Linked DNA regions of Mus musculus: region 2 is linked to region 1. The links are chromatin contacts, called in public Micro-C maps. All regions are on one chromosome and are shown on one strand. The core of a region is the stretch at or near the end of the contact, and the rest is flanking DNA. Distances in the headings are between cores, read along the strand shown. Region 1 holds the start of Ccnj (cyclin J). Region 2 overlaps Blnk (B cell linker).

What was found. A called contact is a pair of places that touch in the nucleus more often than the background predicts.
Region 2: a Micro-C map of embryonic stem cells shows a contact between it and region 1, with 2.4 times the contacts expected there. The contact joins the enhancer-like site here to the promoter of Ccnj in region 1. A contact is called at or near these places in 4 of 39 promoter capture datasets (the C10 cell line, the HPC-7 cell line and pre-B cells), 2 of 484 Hi-C or Micro-C datasets (embryonic stem cells and pre-B cells) and 2 of 115 datasets of contacts at active chromatin or transcription factors (embryonic stem cells and large pre-B cells).

The regions. Positions count from the first base shown.
Region 1 is chr19:40,829,013-40,835,557 of GRCm38.p6, reverse strand. It overlaps Ccnj (cyclin J), which reads right to left and starts at 4,279. Exons shown (of 6, transcript NM_172839.4): 1 at 4,116-4,279; 2 at 3,470-3,579. The coding sequence starts at 3,538. Cc2d2b (coiled-coil and C2 domain containing 2B) reads right to left here. Exons shown (of 35, transcript NM_001376940.1): 35 at 5,780-6,545.
Region 2 is chr19:40,934,139-40,940,970 of GRCm38.p6, reverse strand. Blnk (B cell linker) reads left to right here. Exons shown (of 17, transcript NM_008528.5): 12 at 715-799; 13 at 1,573-1,604; 14 at 3,244-3,320; 15 at 4,615-4,698; 16 at 6,389-6,544. Among named protein-coding and RNA genes, the nearest start is that of Zfp518a, 43 kb to the right of the region's middle. Within about 2 kb of position 4,815, at least 36 of the 459 cell types and tissues checked have an H3K27ac peak or open chromatin away from gene starts, as enhancers often do. A contact at or near this core is called in the HPC-7 cell line and embryonic stem cells, where this site is marked.

The sequences.
Region 1 (6,545 bases), core at 3,030-5,529:
AGCTTTAATCATTTCAGAAAATACAAAACCAAAACCACAAGCTAACGCCTCATACCCATTTAGAATGCTATTATCAAAAGCAACCCCATCCCCAGAAAGCCCTCAAAAAGGGGGAAATAGCAAGCACTGACCAGGCCACGCAGAAACTAGAATCCCTGCCCAATCCTACTGTAAAGTAAAATGAGGTAATTGCTGGAGGCAACAGTCCGGTAGTTTTCAAAACACTTGCCCCAGGATGCCACATTTCCACTTTTAATTATATATCCCACGTATTTGAAAGCAGGGAGATAGGTAGGCATTTGCACACCCATGTCCATAACACCATTACCACAATGAGCAAAAAAAGCAAAACTAGCAACCCAAACGCGGATGAGCAGATGTGTGTGCGCGCACACACACACTGTTCGGCTTTCAAAAGGAAACTGTGACATATGCTGCAAGGGTGAACTTGGGAGATCATACACTAGTCACACAAAAGGACAATTATTATGTTAATATAATCCCACTTACACGAAGTATTTGATCAAAGTCATAGAGGCTCAAAGTGGTTCCTGGGCTAGGTACCTGAGAACTGGGAAGTTCCACAACGAACACTTAGTTTTAGTTTAGAAAGCTGAAACTCAAAAGAATTGGGATGCAGAGATCATAAAATACGCTGTCGAGAACACCAAAGATGACCTAGCTTGGCCACAGGGAGAGGGAGTTCCAGAAAAAGAGGCCTGAATATACCTTAAAAGACAAACTGGCGGTCCTATCTAGAAAATATTGGTGGGCTTTACTTTTAACTATGTTAATTTTACCAACAGTTGTAAAGCCAGCCTGGAACCCAGGGCCATCAGGGAGATTTTATTCTTACTCGCTGTTAATGCTGTGTGAGTCATGGTATTTGTGGGTAGGCACAATGCCATGCTGTACACATGGAGAGATGGTTTTTTTCCTTCCATCTTTAAGTGAACTCAGGGGTAAAGCTCGGATCACAAGTACCTCTACCTGTTGAGCTACGTCCCCAGGCTCCGCAGAAGAGTTAAACTAACATGAACAACACAGGTCACTTGTCTTCTTCAGTGGGAAAGTACAAGTGCTGATGAGAACACTGTCAGACCCTGTTGTCTTTGCGCAGGCATGGAAAAGAAACTACCCGTTTCTCAGCTACGACTTTCTTCCGCTATCTTTCTCTGTGCCTTAGAATGGAACACCCTTGTTCCAGAGGATCAGGTCAGGAATTTGGAGGACCAAAGTTCAGGGAAGCCAAACGTACCACCTAAAGTCTCCTCTCTAGCCAGTTTGGAAATAAAGGCCTACAGGAAGCTACCAAGTGTAACTACAACTAACTCCTCGGACCGATATTTTCTTATGTTTCGCACAGAACTATGATTGTTCCCATTTGTCTCTGAAGCTCCTCAATACTTTCCCGAGAGTTACAGGACTGGAACATGGGGCAGACTGATAAGAAGATAGGCGCTTAAAGTCTTTTTGAGTGGGAAACCATATTTACAAAAGTAGCCCAGTTGGCATTCATTATTCTTCACTTCTTCCCAGTCAACACAATGTTGGTCACATCAATTATCTCTTTAAAATCTGGTGGGTTTAAACTTAGACCATCGTTCACAGCCGATGAAGGGTAACTGCCCTGGGGAGATGCCTTCAACTTATAAAACAGATTGTTGGCGGCAAGGACCACGCTGGTCACACTAGTTACTGCTCTAACACCTCCAATATGCTAAGTACTAAGCAGGCTGCACAAGCAAAGGATCAAACCACCGATTAATAGCTGACTTTAGCATCTTTAATGAGAAAAGTTTATTTAACTTCCTTGACTCCAGTGCACTACAAATAGTGATCTCTCCAGCTGTAAAGTTCAAGTCCTACACATTAATGTAAATCCTCTATGTTACTATTGCCAGACATCAGGACCGTCGTCTACAGAGAGCTTAAAGACAACATAAAGGCAACCCCAAGTAGTTTGCAACAGGTGGCCTGAGACAGGCTTCAGAAGTAATCCCCAACATCCACCTGACTACAGGGCTGCCTTATTCCCTAACTCCTTCAGAGACTACATAAGCATGCCAACAAACTCTAACTTAAGAAAGAAAGAAAATTCTACGTCTAAGATCACCTGTAAAACTAATTCAGTCAATTCTTTATGATTAAAACTACCTACATATGAAGTATTAGAACTAAAAGTCACAGGGATCATCATGAAAAAAAAATCTTTAAACTGTCAGCCCCACCCCCACACTCAAAGTACCATTACCATTTAAACCAAGTAACTAGTTTTGCTACACACTAGAAAGATAAAAAGACTGACACTTAGAAAAATCCAAATATACCTCCCCAAAATTCAAAGTGAATTGGGACTTTTCCCTCTAACATTCCAAAGAACCTTTCCGTAGTTGGAACATTTATGTAGAGCAATCTCATAGGGGTCTGGGATGTACTCAGAGTAAGAGACTGAATGCCAGGACTATTAAAGAACTTTTGGAAATTTCAAGCTGGGGGTGCAATTTTAACAACTTAAGCCAAGATTCCATGTCCTAATCTGCTTAATTTGGTCATATACACCAGATATAAACCTATTATCATTGAAAAATCCCTAAGGCTCAAGCTACAGGATCTTATTAAAGAGTCAGCTGTTTCGATCCTTTCCCAGTTTTCATCCAAGGTGAAACTGAGTTAAGTTGATCATTCTGGGTCTTCCCTCTGGCTGTCAGAGAAGCAGGGCTATCGCATATATCTGACTTATAACATCCATCCTATAATCATTAGTTAGAATACCCAGGCTTTGGTCCAAAAGGAGTAGGTTCCCCCCCCCCCATGACTATTAAGAACATTGTGTCTATTTTCTACACTTGACATTACCAAGGAATAGCTCCCTCCACCTTAAGGCTTTTTGTATAGCCTGGATTTGAAGGACCAAGGAACAGTAAGTTATCACATAGCTCTTACACTGTTCTAAGTTCCTGCACAGTACATACTTAACAGATTTCACAATCACCCCATAAGGACGTTCTGTCGTTGTTATTTCTCCTTTTACAGACGAGGAAACTGAGAAAGAGAAAATTAAGTTGTCCGAAGTCTCAGAGCAGGTTTGGGGAAAGGTTGGAGAACTGAGTTATGTACAGGGCTTACACCAGCTTCATGCAACAGCATGTACGAAACAAGGAGGGCTGTTCACTCACACACAGACACAGACAGACAGACAGACAGACACACACACACACACACACACCCATGGTCGACCTGGCAACATCGGAACACCATCCACCTTCCTTCTCCCAACTACCACGCCCCAGTCTTCTCCACATTTACAGGTTCTTCGGATGCAGCCCAGGGAAGGAAGAAGTTAATTAACTTTGACAAATGAGCAAACTCGCCTTCTCTGGCCTGGAAGGTAGAGAGTAAAGAACCTGACTGGCCTTTCCAGGAAGCACAAGAGCCGGGATGGGGAAAGTCGGGTCTCGGGAGTTACCTTGTACCGAAGCGCCTGGTGAATATCCGCAGCCAGCTGTCCTCGCCACCACTGCCCCTCCAGCTCCATGGAAGCCGGAGGTGCGCCCGGCCAGACGCCGCAACTTCAGTCTGGAAGACACGCCCCAGACGCGGTCACGGCCAGCAACTCCCCCCCCCCCCAGTCCCCCCGCGATCCTCCGCGCCCCCTCCTCCAGGGATGCGATCTCAGGTCACCCCGTGCGGCTGCTCCTCTTCACCTGACCCGACCCCGAGCCATCTTCCAACGCCAGCAAGGCCTGATCTACCCAGTCGTCTGCAATCGCCCGCTGCAAGAACTGCAGAAAGGTGCGAGCTCTGAAAGCTCCGGGCGGGACGGCCCACCTCGGGCTCTCCGAGTTCTGGGTTCGACCTCAGCCGCCTGCACTTAGGCGCGGGAGCCCTGACATTGTCAGAACGTCGCCGGAATGGAGAGTGACCAGCGCGCGACACCAGGTCCGCGCCGACAGCCCCGCACGCTCCACCACCCTGGGGGTCTGCGGTGCGCCCGCCGCAGCGCGGACCCGGAGCGGCAAACAAAAGGCCGGGCGGGCGGCCGTGCTCCGCGCCTCGCTTCCCCTCGCCTCGCTGCGCTCCCGCAGGCCTGCCCGGCCCACGCGGTTTCTTACCCGGAACCGCGGCCCTCAGAGCCCCAGCCCGGCCGGCGTGCACGGGGCGCCGGCAGCGTTCATGCCGCGGACCGTCGGCCGCGAAGCCCCCGCCTCAGCTAGGGCCCAGCACCCGGGCGCTCGCGCCGCCCATTGTTAAAGGACCGGCAGGCGGCTCGCCGTACAAAGCCAGCGCCGGGGCACGGGCCGCCCCGCGCTGCCAATCGGCTCTCGCGATACAGCGGGGTCGCGCCTCGCCGTCCAATCGGCGGCCGGGCCGAGCCAGGTGCTACTCCGTCTCCCGGGCCCCTGCCCGGTGCCGGGCGGTCTCGCTCTGCAGCCTCCGCGGTCTGTCGGCGCCCGAGGGCCGCTCACCTGCAGAGAATCTTTGATGGGTCCCGGGTGCTGGCAAAGAAAGATGCGATGTCTCAGCCCCGGGATTAAAACTTGGCAGCGCGGATCTGGCCCGCTGTCTCACTTCCGAGGGGCTGCTCTCCGGGATCCTCCCCCTACCCTAAGCCTTCCGAATGGGCTTTAGCTCTTACCAGTCCCTAAGGCGCTTTGGTTGTCGAGTTCTGCTCCAGTCTCCCCTCTAAACCCAGTACTCCTTTTAGCTCTTCTAACTCAGCTCTTCTTGTTGCTTTCACTTCGGCGATTCGCGCGAGTTGCGACTGGAATTGACATCTTTAGCAACCTGGCTTGTCAGATCCATAATGGATGTAATTGACCATCTGTGGTGGTCAAGGAAGAGACCCTAAACGGTGGGAACACTCCAGCGTCAATTGAGGCGATTGGCTGGGGCTGGAAATGTAACAGAAACCCCATCAGTTGTATTTGAGAGTGTCTGGAGGACCACCCCAAAAGAAGTAGATGGGTTCCCTCAATTTTCCAGAGACTGTAAAGCGACTTCCTTCAATATTTAAACATAAATCATGAGACCTCACCCCTTACTTTGAATATTTTGTTTAGAAAGAGGAAGAGTGACAAAGGGCTAGTACAGAAAAGGATGAGTGCACACTTCGGGAGCATGGCTTATCACCCTGGTATTTGCATCCATCCCGGAAGGGCTGCTGCAGACCCCTGTGTGACAGTGTTATACAATGCCTGGGGAGAGCAGGGGTTCAGGAAATGATGGGAAGAAACTGGAAGCATGCACGTGAAAATTGGCAGAACCCAGCCTAGCCCGGTGCATTTCGGGAAGAGACTACTAGTAGAGGGAAAGGACGTTATCTGGCTAAAATTTCCATGTCATTTATGGTATTTAAGTAGTACTCAGTTTCCAATTCACGACTACTAAGCAGCTTTTGGCTTCCAAATGATTTAGGGTCCAGGCCTTTCTTAAGAACCTTTTCAGAAAAGTGGGTCACAGACTATAATTGCCTATGCGATCCTGTAATAAGCAGGTTGTCCTACAGTCTACTTTGAACACGTTGTTTGCCGGGAGAGACCGGTTCAGAAATCATGTATTATTCTAGACTTAGATGGCTCTTTATAAGATGCCAGTATTCATCCTTGTTCATGCCTGTGTATGTCTCTGGTGGTCTCTCTAGAGTCTACATTCCTAAAAGGAATTTCGGTCTTACTATTTTTTTCATCCCTTTAGAGTGAGCTGGGCAGAAGGCACTTCAACTCTGTGTTCCCACAGTTTACATTCTACTGGGAAGAGAAAAGTCATAATAAATGAAAGATAAATCCATACCACACGGTAACAAGTGCTGTAAGGCAAACAAAGTGAAAGGCTAGATAGGTGGATAGGCCGACGTTTTATGATAGGGAAGCCATGCAAAGGCCTGAGGGGAAGCGACTGGCTATCTAGATGGTGGATGGGCATGCCAGCAGAGGGGACAGTAAACACGACAGGGTTCCATTTTGGAAGGAAAGTAGAGGGCAGTTTTCCACTTCAGTAAAGATAATCCAAACTTCAAAAGACACTAGCAAAGGTTTCAGAGCGAACCGGGCAAGGCACCCGCACAACAGAGAATGGAACCTCGAGTTGGGTTGCAAGAGATGAGGGTGGGAGCTGATTCTCTGGAAGGCTTTTGGGACTGCGGGCACTTCCGGCAGTCGGAAGCCACCACGCTCTGGCAGCCAAGACACTAACATCGGAGCACGCAGGGGAGAGAATTCTTCATGAAGCTCTCTGTACTCAATGCACGTGTTCATCAGACGCTGTGCGCTGAGAACTGGGGGAGGGGGATGAGCAGTACAGGGCTTGCCCAACGTACCCGAGTCCCTGGCTTCAAGCTACTGTACCACAAAAACCAAAACACTGTAAACCAAATACACAGAATGTATTTAAAAGTTAAAAAAGAAAAGAAAGCCATTGCTTTTTGTCAAAAAGAAAACACTTTAAAATAAATGCAAGCAAAAGGCAAAAAAAAAAAAAAAAAAAAAAAAAAAAAACCCAAACCAAACCAAAACAAAAAAACCATAAAACCAATATAAAACTAT
Region 2 (6,832 bases), core at 3,566-6,065, 100 kb before region 1:
CTATGGGCTTCAACAGTCATTCCATCCCCTAGCCCCTGAAGTAGGGCCTCTCTGTGTAGCCCTGGCTGTCCTGGAACTCACTCTGTAAACCAAGCTGGTCTTGAACTCAGAGATCAACCTGCCTCTGCCTCCCAAGTTGCTGGGATTAAAGACATGGGCTACCTGGCTTCAATAGACATTTCTTAAGCTCTATATTTGTGCCCATTTTCGACCCTCCCTCAAGAACACGCTGAGATCCAAGTGATATTCACATTTGAGGGTGACATGGATTTAGATTCAGTTAATTTTTTCAAAAGGAGTAGATCATTCATAAATCCTAAGATTTTACTCTCATCAGCAATAAGTTACTTATACCACATCTCATGACGAATCAAGATACAGGAAGGTAACGGTAACACCCGAAGGAAGTCTGCACTGACAGCAGAGAATGAGTTACACAGAGGCTGTGGAGCCTGCTCATCTCCTGGCACCCACCTGTGCTCAGACAGTTGAAGTCCAGTATCCATGGGTTCTGTCTCTGTATACACTGCCGGAGGAGCTAGCATGGACCTGTACCACTGTGGGAAGGGAGTCTCGGTCCTAAGAGCGCATACTCAAACCAAGAACCCCTTAGAAGACAGGGTATATTGGGAAGACATCCGATCAAAGAGGCTGTATTTGGGCATGGGGACAGACATTTCACTTTAATACTAATATGAGACTCTCCTAATCCAGAAAAGCCTGTTCCTGCTGAGCGCCACCGAGGGTCTAGTCACAGACAAGACACTGTACAGTCACCAGTGTTTCCTCCCACCCAGAAGTGAGTATCCTTCCATTTATTTATTAGTTTTGTACTTATTTATACTTTTAAAATATTTTCATTTTGATTTTGTAGTTATGTATGTATGTGAGTATATGCTACATCTGTGTAAAGAGGATATCAGAGGCCCCGGAGCTGGAGTTACATGGTTGTGAGCCATACAATGTGGGCCCAGGGAACTGAACTCGGGACTTCTGGAAGAGCAGGAAGCAACCACATCACCCACCCTTTTGTTTGTTTGTTTGTCTGTCTGTCTGTCTATCTGTCTGTCTGTTTTTAAAAGACGAGGTCTCACTCCATAGGCCCAGCTTTCCTGGAATTCCCTATGCATGCAGCCAGGTTGCCCTTTCATTCAAGGCCCTCCTTCTTCAGCCTCCAGAATACAAGGATAACAGATCAAGAGCTAGTTCTTCCCCTAGTAAGAGAATCCTTCCCTTTAAGAACAAGTTTCTTCTTGTTGCCATGGGAATTTGTTGTCATGCAAACTCGCACAGGGAATCGGTGTTTCATTGCTTCTTAATTAAATCTGGAAAGCTATTAAGCAACTTACGAGACTGTAGAGTCTCAGAGACCCATACTTCAGGCTACGGGTTTCATCTAACGCATGTACTACAGTCAAGACTCCTCCTTTTTCAAAGCTAAAGGGAAAAATCTTGGTTCTCTAAAAGGTTTATTGTCCCTCCCATCTTTAGATCTAATTATCCTTTGGTGCAGCTTCTCCTGATTCTGTATTGTGTTCTACCTTTCATGTAACCTGCATTTCTTCCTTTCAGACCTGTCCATCAAAAGCCTGTACCCTTGCCAAGTAAGTACAAGATCATGACGGCCAATCATAGGTGGAAGGTAGGGCCAGGCCTGGGAGCAAATGAAGCTGTCACTTCCACTGTGCCACTGTTTTATTTGCTTCCTTGACTGTAAAATGGGGGGAAAAATATTTCATAGAGTTGTTTTGAAAGGTAGATATTTTCTATCTTTAGTATTGGTTGAATATTTACTTATCAGTCAGCATCATTAAAAAAAAAATACAGTACAGCTATTTTCAAAACTCAGATTAAAATAACCAGAACAGTGCTTGGCATCTAGAAGATTCTCAATCGGCGATAGGTATTTTATATAAATCTGAAATGTGTTTTAATGACCTTTACATATGTCTATAAAATAAGCCCTAAAATGAGAACATGTTAATTAACTGTATAATTTTCTCAAGATAAACATGACCTTACAAACACACTTCCTTCAACAAAGCCACACACACCCCAACGAGGCCATACACACTCCAACAAGGCAACAGCTCCTACTCCAAGACACTTGATGCTATGTGGGTAAAGTCGCTTATGCCTTGATTGCTCAGCCCTTTAAAAGTCAACTCCCAGGAAGGCAAAACATTTTGTTGTCTCATATATATATCCCAATGACTAGATCCACATCAGGCAGAGAGACGACAGAGAGAAACAGTGTTTTCTCTATTTCTTGTGTTTCTATTAGTCAGACTGTAAACTTGAGGGAGTTTTTGCTTTAATGCAAGGATTCTCAAACATTTTCCCTTTGAAACCACTTTCAATACTTTTAAAATTCCCTGGTGAGTCAAAAATACCTTTTGTTTAAACATTTCTTTTATTAATAATAAATACGTTACAAACTAAAGCTGTCAGTGAAAGGAAATGGAGGAGACATGTCAAAATCCTTTATATGTGTTCGTGAAAATTACCCTGCATAATAAAATAAAAATAATTAATTAATTTAATGACAAAAATATAACAAAGTTAGCAAATAGGTCATTTTCAAAGCTGTAAGTTAGAGCCATGGATATGTGGATTGACTACTTCCTTGTTTTATGCGTTGGATAAGTCTCACAATGGAGCACGAAGAGACTGCTTCTCATTATTAAAGCTTAAAAAATAAAACTATTAAATAACCCATTTGAAAATTACATTGGACTCATTAGACACTAACATAAATATTTTTATGAAAACTATTCCAAACTAAATATAACATGTGTGTGCTTGTGTGTGTGTCTATAGAGCGGCACTGGATTACATTTTACAAATTTTACTTACTCCTAAGACAGGGTCTCACTGTGTAGCCCAGGCTGGCCTTGAACTTGGGCTCCCCCTGCCTCAGTTTCCTAGTAACTAATATTACAGACTGCATTGCCAGGTCCACCTTGGCAGAATTTTTAAATTCTGGAGCCAACAGTCTATTGCTATGCTTGTTGCAATAGGTGAGGAAAACTTAGGCTTTTCAAAGATGAGATTTGCCAACAACAAAGACCTCTCAAACATCTGGAAGGATCTTGAGGATTTAAAGGGGTCCTGAAGCCCCGCTCTGAGCAGTCCTGAGGAGTTTTCAGCTCTGTGTGTGGCCCTGAGAGCTCCTGCAGTAGTGAGGCACTGTACCTGCACAGAAACGACTGAAGATTCATGGAGTTTTCAAATCTCTTCCAGGGTTCCCAGAAGCGGGGAGCCCAGCTGCAGATGGACCGTTCCACAGCTTCCCATTTAATTCGACGTTTGCAGACCAGGTAGGGCATGAGCTTGACATCGGTGGATTATTTCCAGTGGATTTCAGGAAAGGGCATGTCTTCTGAGAAGACAGCTTGGAGTATGGCTCAGGATGGAGTCTGGATTTTAACTGAGTTGGTCCGATGGATGCAGAATGTCCTGTGTTTTTTTGTTTTGTTGTGTTTGTTTGTTTGTTTGTTTGTTTGTTTCAGTGACTAAGAGAGACCTCGCCCCATTTATTCTTGTTTCTATTCCAGGCGCCCCAAATAACAGTGTTTCTTTAAAACAATGAGGGAATGTGTTGTTTTTGTTGTTAGTCCTCTCACATTTATTTAAACTTTATAATTTCCTCAGAATAGACCTGTGGAGGCTTAGGATGTTAAAGCCTCTATCAAACGGAACAGCATAAAGAGACAGAAAGGACACTGTGTGCCCTTGAAGGTGACACGTGAACAAGTTGCATTGAGGATTTGAATCCGATTTCCACCCCCCAAAAAATAGAATAGAAGAAAATGAAATAAAAAAAGGAGTGAGATGCTATCTGTGTACTTCTAATCCCAGCCGGGAGAGACAGAAACAGGAGATCCCCAGGGTGGGCTGGCAGCCAGCCTAGCTTAGTCCTTGAGCTCCATCCCAGTGAGTGATGCTCATTCAAACGCAAGGAGGACAGCGCCCGAGGAAGCAGCATCTAGTGATGATATGTGGCACACTTGCACATGTGCTTGTGTGCACGGGTGCACCCACTCCCATGCACATATAAACACACACACACTGACATGATGAAGCACTCTATGAAGCATCAAGAATAAATAAAAACACGGTTGGGAAGATGGCTCGGCAGTTAAGGGCACTGACTGCGCTTCTAGAGGACCCAGGTTCAATTCCCAGCACCTACATGGCAGCTTACAACTGTAACTCCAGGATCAAACAACCACACTGATACATACATGCAGGCAAAACACCAATACACATAAAATAAAAATAAATAAAAAATTTTAAAGAGAATATTAGCACAATAAAAAAAAGAGTAAATAATTCATTCAGGAGAAAAATGCTTCAGGAATCTAGTGAGGTCCATTTATGTTTTAAGACTAAATTTACAGCTTAAGGCCAAATGGGAATGAGCTAGCTAGCCACATAATCTCTGTGGTTGTTCAAAGGAAGCGCGAAACAAACTCATTTTGACATTACTGGTAAAGATGTTGATTATTGTTCCCGTCTTTGGTTTTGCAAAATGGGCCACTTAAGCACATAGGTTAAATTTTCATTTCCTTTGAGAACCATCTCCTGTTTCACAATGCTTCTGTCTCCCAGGAGGCTGAACTGCTCGGTAAGCCCTGGTATGCTGGCGCCTGTGACCGCAAGTCTGCTGAAGAGGCCTTGCACAGATCCAACAAGGTTGGGACACCTAAAAACTTAAGCCAACTAGTAGTTGCATGGGTTAGGGGCAGGGGCAAGTTCCGGGTACTTGGCCTTCAGAGCACCTGCTGCTTTGTTCTTTCATCTCCTTCCTGTTTGTCTTTCAATTCAAGGCTCCAGGGGGCCCACTACCCTCAAACAATAGAGAGAAGTAGGAGGCAGGGAGGTCTGGGGAGACCTGATGCAGCCGGAGCCCAGGCTCTGAGGAGCAAGGGAAGAGAGGACAGGCTATTTTGAACCAACTCACGGGACTTAGGATATAGATAAAGGCAGAAGATAGACCTAGAAACATTTTTTTGAGAGCTCAACACTGGGGACAGATGGGACAGTGGAAGATTAAAGTTTCCTTTTCACTTCCTCTGTTCTCCCATTTAAAAAACAAAACAAAAACAAGCAAACAAAAAACCCTCAAATCCCTGGGAAAATGTCACCAATCAGCTGCTGAGGGTTTTTTGCTCTGCCTAGACGGAAATCGTCGGTAGATCAGAAGGCCTTCTAAGGCTGCCTCCAACAAGTTAAAGTTTTCCTCGGTTTTTGCTTCTTTCTTGTCCAGCTCATTCTGGTTAGGGAAAAAGTAGATCTCCCTTGTATGGGGCCCAGTGCAGGAAAGGTGGCCCTAGAGAGAGACTGGGTTGGGGAGAGGGTGTGTTTTGGAGCAATAACAACCTGTTTGAATGGGCCAATCACATCCTTACTTTCTTATGACTCACAATCCTAGAGGCTTGTGTTTTGAACCAACCCCTGTCGACCTCCTTAGCTAGTCCCCCAGGGAAGGGCTATCGGGCTTGTGCTTAAATGGTCAGGGCTTCCCAGAGGTCGGTGAGGTTCCAGCTTTGCTGTCACTGTTACGGTGAGCCTTGGTTGACTCCGTCCGCCGCCTTTGGAGCCAGGACAGTCAGCCGCAAGGTTTTCAGAGTTGTTGTCCTCAGGCCTCTGTGACTCTTGGGTGGTCATCACAGTCTGGCCCACGACACTGCAGTCCATTTTTAAACGCTGTGGCTGTCTCCGTTGGCTTACTTTGGGTCACACATGAAATCTATTAGACCTTACTTAGTCTATGGAAACCTCGTAAATTTTATTCCTTTGTTTCTGAGGAATAAATAATAGGTCTTTTTTGTCTTTTCAAATTCCTTCCTAAGGCTGAACACCAGTTTTGCATTTCTTCTTCCTATCTTTTAGGTCATGTTTTGCTATAATTTTTTAAATGTATGATTCTAAGCTATTTTAATAAAATATTTAATACACGTTGAATTTTTTAAATAGTTTTTCTACCTTAAAATAAATCTATTGAGGGGAACGTTTTCTTAAGCTAAAAGCTTGAATTTCCAGCCTCTGCCTTCCTACTGTCTAGATTTTTACTTAAGGAACTTATAAACATGGGCTCTAACTCGAAAGACTCTCGTCAGTGATCTTACCGTGTCCTTTTATGTTTCTAAATCCCAGCAAGCACAATGCCTCAGTCGGCACATTACATGCTAGTACTGGCTTCACTCAAGTTTGTCTGAGTATCCGTTTTAATAAACAGTATTATTCATGGAAAATAATACAACAAATTCTAATCAAGAACAAAACCATGGAGCTAAATACTATCTGAAAGTGATAAAATACTCTTCACAAACTGAATCTAGCTTAAGGAACTATAACTAATACTATCATTCTGCCTAAACAGGATGGATCGTTTCTTATTCGGAAGAGCTCTGGCCATGATTCCAAGCAGCCGTACACCCTAGTTGCGTTCTTTAACAAGCGAGTGTATAATATTCCTGTACGGTTTATTGAAGCAACCAAACAGTATGCTTTGGGAAAGAAGAAAAATGGTGAAGAGGTTAGTAGCCGCTATTTCTCTGTTTCTTTATTTCCTTATTTTGAGACACGGGCATAATATGTAGCCTAGGTGGGCCTAACAACACTCCCTAGTCCAGGCTGGCCTTGAACTCGTAATCCTCCTGAGTATAGGATTTCGGGAAAGTATCACTGCGGCTGGCTGGTAACTTCTCTTCAGCTCAGCTCTATATCTATGTGTTGAACACAGCGGCACATTGCTCTTTTAGGTGCCAGAGATAAAGGAAAAAAGTGAGAAAGTACTTGGTCTTAGGGTTGTTATATATGTCAT